Regions from separate parts of the Mus musculus genome. Here region 1 is linked to region 2. A link is a contact called in public Micro-C data. All regions are on one chromosome and are shown on one strand. The core of a region is the stretch at or near the end of the contact, and the rest is flanking DNA. Distances in the headings are between cores, read along the strand shown.

Evidence for each region. A called contact is a pair of places that touch in the nucleus more often than the background predicts.
Region 1: a Micro-C map of embryonic stem cells shows a contact between it and region 2, with 4 times the contacts expected there. The contact joins two enhancer-like sites. A contact is called at or near these places in 3 of 484 Hi-C or Micro-C datasets (all in embryonic stem cells) and 1 of 115 datasets of contacts at active chromatin or transcription factors (embryonic stem cells).

The regions. Positions count from the first base shown.
Region 1 is chr3:87,191,057-87,195,372 of GRCm38.p6, forward strand. No RefSeq gene overlaps it. Among named protein-coding and RNA genes, the nearest start is that of Kirrel, 19 kb to the left of the region's middle. Within about 2 kb of position 2,870, at least 20 of the 459 cell types and tissues checked have an H3K27ac peak or open chromatin away from gene starts, as enhancers often do. A contact at or near this core is called in embryonic stem cells, where this site is marked.
Region 2 is chr3:86,842,918-86,847,135 of GRCm38.p6, forward strand. All of the region lies in intron 2 of Dclk2 (doublecortin-like kinase 2), which reads right to left. Among named protein-coding and RNA genes, the nearest start is that of Gm46810, 14 kb to the left of the region's middle. Within about 2 kb of position 2,839, at least 98 of the 459 cell types and tissues checked have an H3K27ac peak or open chromatin away from gene starts, as enhancers often do. A contact at or near this core is called in embryonic stem cells, where this site is marked.

The DNA of each region.
Region 1 (4,316 bases), core at 1,620-4,119, 350 kb after region 2:
CACTCCAGAGGCTTGCTGATGATTTTGGTAGCAGTTAATTCAATATTCAGTTTGTTGACTTTTTTCATCCACTTATCCATCTCCCAACCCTATATTTTAAAAGCTCCCTTCATGCCAGGCTTGAGATAGAAAGAGAACATTCCTTGGATTCTAAGAACTCAGAGTCCATGGGAAGATGGGCAAAGCAGTATGACAAAGCTGGGGGCAACGCAGAGAAAGAAAATGCCTACATTTTAGGAGTCTGGAACAGGGACTACTGAGCTCAATTTGGAGGCATCAAGAAAAATTTTCTAGACCAGTGTGAAGGATGACCTGCCATGAGCTGGTGCTCCTCTCCAGGCCTCATGACCTGGCATGAGTTGGCGCTCCTCTTCGGGCTTCATGTACTCCATGGTACACTATTACTCTCCCATAATACCAAGTGAAGCCTAGTCCCTGGAGTTTTTCCAGGGTTGTGGGTAGTCTATGAGTGTCCTGGTTTTGAGAATCACTCCTTAAAACTCCCAGGGTCCATTTTTCCAGCTAAGACTCCATCTCCTAACTCCCGTTTCCTTTTTACATTACAGCTAAACTGGCTGGGAGAACTGTTCGGTCTTTTGCTGACGACCCATTTCTATGTCAGTGAACAGCCCAAGCAATTCCTGCCAGGCAGAGTCTGGCTGCTGGCTCAGGCGGCATTGTCTAAACACATAGATGGAGGATGTTGGTTTAATGTCGCTCCCGTGCTTCTGTTCCTGCTTCAAAGACACACAGAAACAAGGCTCTGGCACCAAGTCCCCTGCTTCCTGGCAGGAATACTCCAGCTTCAATCTTCCTCTGGCCCTGTCCCTCAGCCCTCCCAGAACAGAGCCCTAGTCTAGGCTTCGGGACTAGATCCAAGAAAGTGCAAATTATGAGGGAAATGGAGCCCTTCCACTAAAATCCAGCAAGAGGGACAACAGAACATTCTGTCAGGCATGCCCCCATTGTGTGGCCATTTCCTCCAAACTGACCCGTTCCTTCTTGGTTAGAGAGAGAAACTCCAAAGATTCGGGAAGCTAAACTTACCCAGTTCAGGAAGCTAGTGAAACTCAAGTAGTTTAGAAAATCAAGACTCACCAGACCTCTTCCAAAGGTTATAAAAGCAAGCAAAGCTACTGGGTTGAGGAGCCTCACCACGGCCAGGCTGCCTGCAAGCCGTGCAGAATGCTCCAAGGGCACTGCTTTGGTGCATCATCACTCATAGCTGGGGAGGGGCAGGCCTTTCCAGTGGTCCTGCTGTTTCTGAGTGGCCCACCGGGAGGTTCTTGTCAATAACCCCAGTAAACTCACTGGCTCACTTAGCTACACTTGGCTTAAATTGTTTCATTGGTTTGTAGTGGGTGTATTGATGGCTGAAGAGGCTTCTATTAATGTCTCTCCAGGAAGTTACACAGTATCATCAGGGACCTTTGGTCAAGAATGCACCTCCCTACACACAGGCACTCCCGCCCACATCCACCATACCCCAACTCCTACACACAGGCATGAGCACAAGCAAGCATGCTTGCACACGCACCTTCTTGTCCAAACCAGACTTTTGCTAGTCTGTTCCTAACTCCTCCTACCTCTTCACACCTGACCTCCAAATCCTGCTCACCTACTTCCATCCACCTCAGCTGAAACCACTGTCAACTGCTTCCATTTATCCATATGGGACCTCTCCCTTGGCTTACCCCTTCTGACAGACTCTTTTCTCTGTAACTAGAGCCCTCCACTGCCTAGAATTTGCCAGTGATCTCTACTCCCCTTTCAGTTAGGCACAGAATCTGTCCCCAGCTCCCAGAGCCTGCCTGGGGTGGATCTGCCTTCTCCCCAGCCTCACGGATCCTCACAGTCATCCTGTCCACCAGGTTTCTTCTGAGTGCTCCCTTCTCTGCAACGTTCTGCACCAGGGCCATACCCCAATCAGTCTTGCTCATTCTTCAGACCTTCAGAATCCTTTCTAACACCTCCAGACAAGTGACTCTCTCCCTATTTGCCATCAAATCCCCGCCATTCCTACCAGTAGCATCAGTCACACTTGTAATTAGGTATGTCCTGTCTGTTTTCTCTGCTGGTTAGTATGCCTTGAATAGACGTGGCGTCTGCTGCCACTAGAACCCAGCACCTGGAACTTGAAGGAAATGGAGATATTTCTGTTCCATGTTGCTTCAAGTGTCTCCTGCTATGCTTAGAGAGCTGGGCTCCATTGTGCAGGGTACCAAGCCAGAGACTTAGTCCTTAGATTAGAAGGGGAACTTCCCCATTCGGCAGACATTTGTTAAACATCAAGAAATTACTCTTCCCGGGGGCTGGAACAGAGGAGCAGAAATGGCATATACGTTTATCTTCTGTTGTTCAGAATATGTGTGGGAGACACATATTACCCACACTGCTAGAGAAAAGAATCCAGGGAGCGGTGAGTGAAGTGATAAATACAGCTGAGTGCACGATCACATACCTGAGCACAGAGCAGCAATTTACAGCCCTGTCACTTGGCCCTGCGGGAATTTACAGTGCTGTAACTCAAGAGTATTTCTACACGGCCCACTAACAAACACCCACTTCAGCCCCAGTTCAGAGGTGACTGTAGTTGCTGCTCTTAGATTCTTTTCTTTCCTTTTTGGAGATTATAAGATAATTATGTTATTCTTCCCTTCCCTTCTTTCCCTCCTTCCAAATCCTCCCACATATCCCTCTTTGCTCTCTTTCAAATCCACAGCCTCTTTTTTTCTATTAATTGTTGAATACACACACACACACACACACACACACACACACACACACACACACACATTGCCTGGGTGTGTTTTCAGGTCTGATCATTTGAATAGCAATAGGCATGCTGAAGAGGACTGGGTGGGGTGGGAGGAAGCAGCCCTGGAGGCCTATCCTCTACACAAAGAACCACACCACTAAGGAATGCTTGGGGAAGGAGAAGCAGCCTCCCTTCCTCTTTTGATAAGGAGGAAGGCTGGGCCAGGTGGGGTTAAGATATTTACCAGGTCTGGGAGGGAGAGGAGATATCATTATCACTCAGAATCCTTTCGCTGTTCAGGTGAACTATGAACACAGACTTCAGCACTACCTTAGTTTTGTGGGCAGCTTTGTTAACATAACAAGAAGCCCCCATTCTCTATCCCCTTAGCGTCAGCCTGAGTCCCACAGCCCTGCTTCTGCCCCAGGCTTCAGCCTTTTGCTCCCTTGCTTTCCATTCTATGTAGGTGGGGCTTTTGGTTTTTTGTTGTTTCCCACTAGAGCCCCTAATCAAAATGTATCCTTTAGCTTGTAAAGTGGTACACACATTCAACCACAACCCTTGGGAGACAGGCACAGAAGGATCACTACAAGTTCAAAGCCACCCTAGACTACATGGCAAGATTTTGTTTTAACAGCAACACAGCCAAAGCCAACCCAACCCCTGCTTTCTGCAAGGCCCAGCCCAGGGGCAATGTTCTCCTCTGATGGGACAAAGTACCCTTCCCAATGCATTGGCTGTCCTTGTCACTGTTTGTTGCTGCAGGAGACACCATGACCATGGATCTCTAAGAAAGGAAAACATTTATTTGGAGGCTTGTTTACAGTTTCAGAGGTGAGTCCATTATCGTGGTGGGGAGCATGGTGGCACACAAGCAAGGTGCTGGAGCAGTAGCTGAGAGCAACATCCTATCCTGACCAACAGGCAGTAGAGATGCTTGGGGACTTTTGAAACCTCAAAACCCACACCCAGTGACTTACTTCCTCCAACAAAGCCACACCTCCTTATCCTTTCAAATGGTGCCACTCCCTGGTGACCAAGCATTCAAATCTATGGTGAATATGGGGGCCATTCTCATTCAAACCACTGCTCTTGTACTGCCTTACTTCAAGGCCACCTGTTTAGTATTATAGTTACTTATGTGTGTTTCATCGCCCTCTCAAAATTTCTTCATACATTTGAATGGACCCTTTGGAGTCTGGCATTTGAAAGAATCTCAGGGAATTATTTCAGTGAAATATTGCTACCCGTCTATTCGTGACTCTCTCCCCCTTGAGCCCCCACAACTGTCTGGTATTGTGGTAGGCAACACAGAGGTCTCTGTAATTACAATGACCAAGGAGCACACCTCTCCATTTCTGTATATGGGAGCTGAGACAGAAGCTTCCCAAAGGGACACATCAAGTAGATGTGACTGCTGGATTCTGGCACTACTGTTCCCCTTCTACTCCTGAATTCCACGAGCCGTGTGTTTGAGAGCCTGGGTTCTATCCAGCATCTTAGGTGTTTTGTTCTCTTCTCAACTAACCAGAAGCTGCTTTGTCAATAGCTGTCACAG
Region 2 (4,218 bases), core at 1,589-4,088:
GGAATCGATGCAAAAAGCAGGAGGAATTTATTGTTCAGAGTTGTCCTACACATGAAGTTGAGAGAGAATGACCACAGTATTTTTTTTATTATTATTATTATATGTAAGTACACTGTAGCTGTCTTCAGACACTCCAGAAGAGGGCATCAGATCTCATTATGGGTGGTTGTGAGCCACCATGTGGTTGCTGGGATTTGAACTTCGGACCTTCGGAAGAACAGTCGGGTGCTCTTACCCACTGAGCCATCTCACCAGCCCCGACCACAGTATTTATACAGGTTTTAGAGCAGCAGCCATTAGGCACAATGTGCCTGGCAGAACAGAGTGACTTTTAAATTGATTGGTCTTTAGGGAATGAGGTGACAAGGACTTCCCTTGTCTGTAGGTGGTCTTGGAATGTGTCGTCCCCGGTGTCAACCCGTCCCCCGTCCCCCGTCCGTCCCCCCCCGTCCCCCCCCCCCGTCCGTCCCCCCCGTCCCCCGTCCCCCAAGGGTCTGAGGAACCTAACTAAGCCTTTCCTTCCCCCTCCCTTCCAGAGGGGAGGGGTGCCGAGTGCTTCAGGATTTTTCTCTTCCAGGAGGGGAGGGACCTGGTGGAATTTTCCAAAGTTCCTGAGCTGACCTCTTCACTTCCAAGGATCTTTTGGGGCCACCAAGCCCACTGCCCCTTCACTGAGGTAACTGCCTGGCTCCTTGTGGAGCTCACCATAGACTAAGTGCCACACAGTCAGGCTCATTCTCTGGCCCCTCACACAGCACCTGCCAGGTGCTCTACATGTTTCTGTGGAGTGAATCCCGATTGGAGTGTTATGGATCCTACCTCCTCCTCCTAGCTCTCGCATCATCGTCCTGTAATTCCTCTCAACCCATTAGCAATCAGGTTAGCACCAGTTCCTGATGTTTGTCAAAGCCTGTAACTCCATATTTAAAGGGACTCAGCAAAGATCTATTCAACAAATTTTGGTCCTAGACATCTTAAAAAAACAAAACCAATCTAGCCTTCCTAGATTCTGTCTTGTATCACAGAGTCTCTCTGAAGAATTAAACCTTTCATCAATATCTCAGAGTACTTTGAGATTCCTAATTACTCCACCTATGGGCTACAGAGACTGCAATTCACAATTATACCCTATACTTGATTTATCTGGAAGCTTGCAGTTTCCATAGATGAGGGTCTCCTGAGATATCAGAAGTGTACTTTACAGAAATATTCCACATTCCCCGACCTGGGAGGAATGCACAGAAAACATCTTCAGTCTCAGAGAAAGACTAGTTTAAATCTGTGTAATAATAAGGGTGAGCCTTTGCACTGCCAATTGCCTTGCTGGTAGAACAAAGACACTTCATACAAGAAATAATAGGATGGTGGGTACACATTAGGATTTTTATGGGTCTTCTTCCATTTTAACTGAGTATGTGGGTGGGAACGGGGGAGGTAGCTCCTGAAATCAAAAGCTTTCAATATCAGAGTCCTTCTATATGGCTGCTTCCACTGAATACCTTACATTTTTAAAAAGAATTGTACCTTATTTCTAAAAATGACTTGAAAAATCTCAAACAGGAAGCCCAATATATTTATATTGAAACTGAAATCACCATGTGGCCTTTTAATAGAGCTGTACTGACATCAATGTGCAGTCTTCTGTAAACATGCAATGAGTGAATAAAATAATAGAGGAAAACTGCATTTCATTCTGATCCCCCAAGCAACAGTTTATTACATGACTCTTCTGTTTTGTAAATATTTAGAGAAACAGCTTCCACACGTCAAGGAAACTCTAGGTAGGAGAGTTTTGACATAAAGGATAAGCCTCAGTGCCATTTTAATTTACAGTGCTAGCAAAGGGAGCCACTTGCATTAGATTGCCCACCTCGGTGTTTGAGACCCTGAAAACCAGCAGATTACTTCATTGAAACATTATCTTACACACACACACACACACACACACACACACACACACACACACAGAGAGAGACAGACAGACAGACAGATTTGTTTTGTTTAAATCAATTCTACTAGAATAGCTTTTTTTTTTTTTTTTTTTAAAGGTACAGGGAAATGGGGGACGGGGAACTTCCCTAGCTTGTCTGCGACATGAATCCCATCTTCAACACTTTGGGAAAAGGGGGTTGGGTGGAGACAGGAGAACCAAATATGAAATTTGAAATAAATAAAGAGTAAGTCATTTCGTCCTCCAAAATTCAAGAAACACAAAGTCAGTAAGCAGACGCTGGGATTCTCCCCAACTCTTTAGCCCCGACAAGGAATACAATTAGCATACATTGCCTGCTTTGTTCTCAGTGAATGCTGGCTGCGCTTTCCACAACAAGCTACTTAGAATAGCAATGTTTTTCAGTTTCCTGTAAATCCATTCAGCCAAGCACATAGATCCTGCGGTTGCCATAGAAACAGAACCAAAGCTCAAAGGCAGCAGCACTTACAGTAAAAGGCATCTCAATGGCACCTGCAGACAGTCCCTACACCCCTGCGTTTAAATCTTGTCTGTTAAAAAAATAAAATAAAATAAAATAAAAACAACAAAAACTGGATTTCAGCTTTATTTTCCTACTGCTCCCACCAATCACAACTAATCATAGGGTTTTACAACCAAACATTTGATTTCATAAAATGTTTCTTTCCGTCAACAGACAAAAGACCTTAAACTTTTAAAGCTACCAAATGATACTTTCTAGGAGAGACAATGGCCTTATAAAAGAAGAAAATGTCTAAGATAATTTGACTGCTAGTATTAAAGCAGAAAAAGCTGTCCAATGTACTCTAGGGCTTTCTAAGGAACAGAAGCCACAGCAAAATTCCAGATGAAGTCAGACAAGGAAATGGGAAGTCAGCCTACTGAGCCAGCCCTCCTGTGACTCCACCCTCTGTGTCTTGCTGTGACTCTAGGGACTAGGGGACCAAATGTTTCTAAGCAGATGTAACAGCACCTTGCATGAAGACTTTCTAGGGCTCAAGTCATTCCAAATAATAAACAAACAAACAAATAAAAAGAAACTATGTTACGAAAAGGGCAATGGAACCACAGCTCAAGGTGGTAACTGTCTAAAACTGGTCTATTTGCAACAGATGAGGTAAGGGAACATCCATGGGGGAAAAGGACACACTTTACACAAGGAATCTCATTCTCACTAACTTTCTCTTAGCCACCAGGACAATCTTACCAAGGACTCACGTGCCCATTTACCTAAAAGGGGCTTAACATGGCTCAAAAGGTTAAGCAAAATGTTCCAAGTCACAGAGCCAGCTGAGGAGACTTCTCGCTAGACCACATGCTGTTTCCCTAAAGAGAAGTATTAACTGTGATTTACAACCTCCAAGAAAACATAAAAGAGCTTATGAAATAAGTCAGCAGCTTTTATACTTGTCTAAAATCCAAACAACTGGGCCATTTTTCTGTCTTTTATGAAATAAGTGAATGGCAACGATGTAATCTTATACCTAGGAATTTTTTTTTTTAAAGGATCGACTTCTAAGTAATGTTTTAAGGTCATTACAAGTTCAGGCCAACTTCTTATGCTTTAGGGAATAGTGAATATGTTCTGAAATTGATATCTTCAAACAAATTGGCTAACTCTCTTGAAACAAATTATAAACACAAGTTTCAATCATATGGTTTTAAAATAGGACTCCACTTGTTGCCAGACTAAAAATACTAAATGTATCAATATGTGCTAATGAATACTATGATCTCTACATATTTTAAAAACAGGCAGAACCTGCAGGATTTTTCAGGAATTGATTCTCTGCACATAGAAATCACATCAGCTTACACTCTGGTATCAGCATGGCATCACCACACGTGATCACACTCAAGAGAAGTAAGAGCCTTAGAATCGTTAATTAAGATGATATGGAGAAACCTGATCAATTAATCCTTAATTATTCTGGAAAATGAAAGTCCTCAACACTGCCAGCACAAACGTTGTTACTATCCTTAATTGTTCTGTGGCATTTAGGTTCTAAAACACGATGTATCTGAAAGGGGTCAGGTCGTCTTTTACTTTTTTGTTCTCCTCTCTAAATAAAATTGGTGCTCTCCTTTCTTGAGTTATTCTTTGAACTTACATTCTGGCATCAAGAAAAAACTACAGCAGAACCCATCCCAACTTAACCAGCCTGACAGGAGTGAAGATACTCTCGGGTTGTTTTTGTTTTTGTTTTGTTTTGTTTTCAGTCACAGGCAGATTTCCCTTGCTGCAA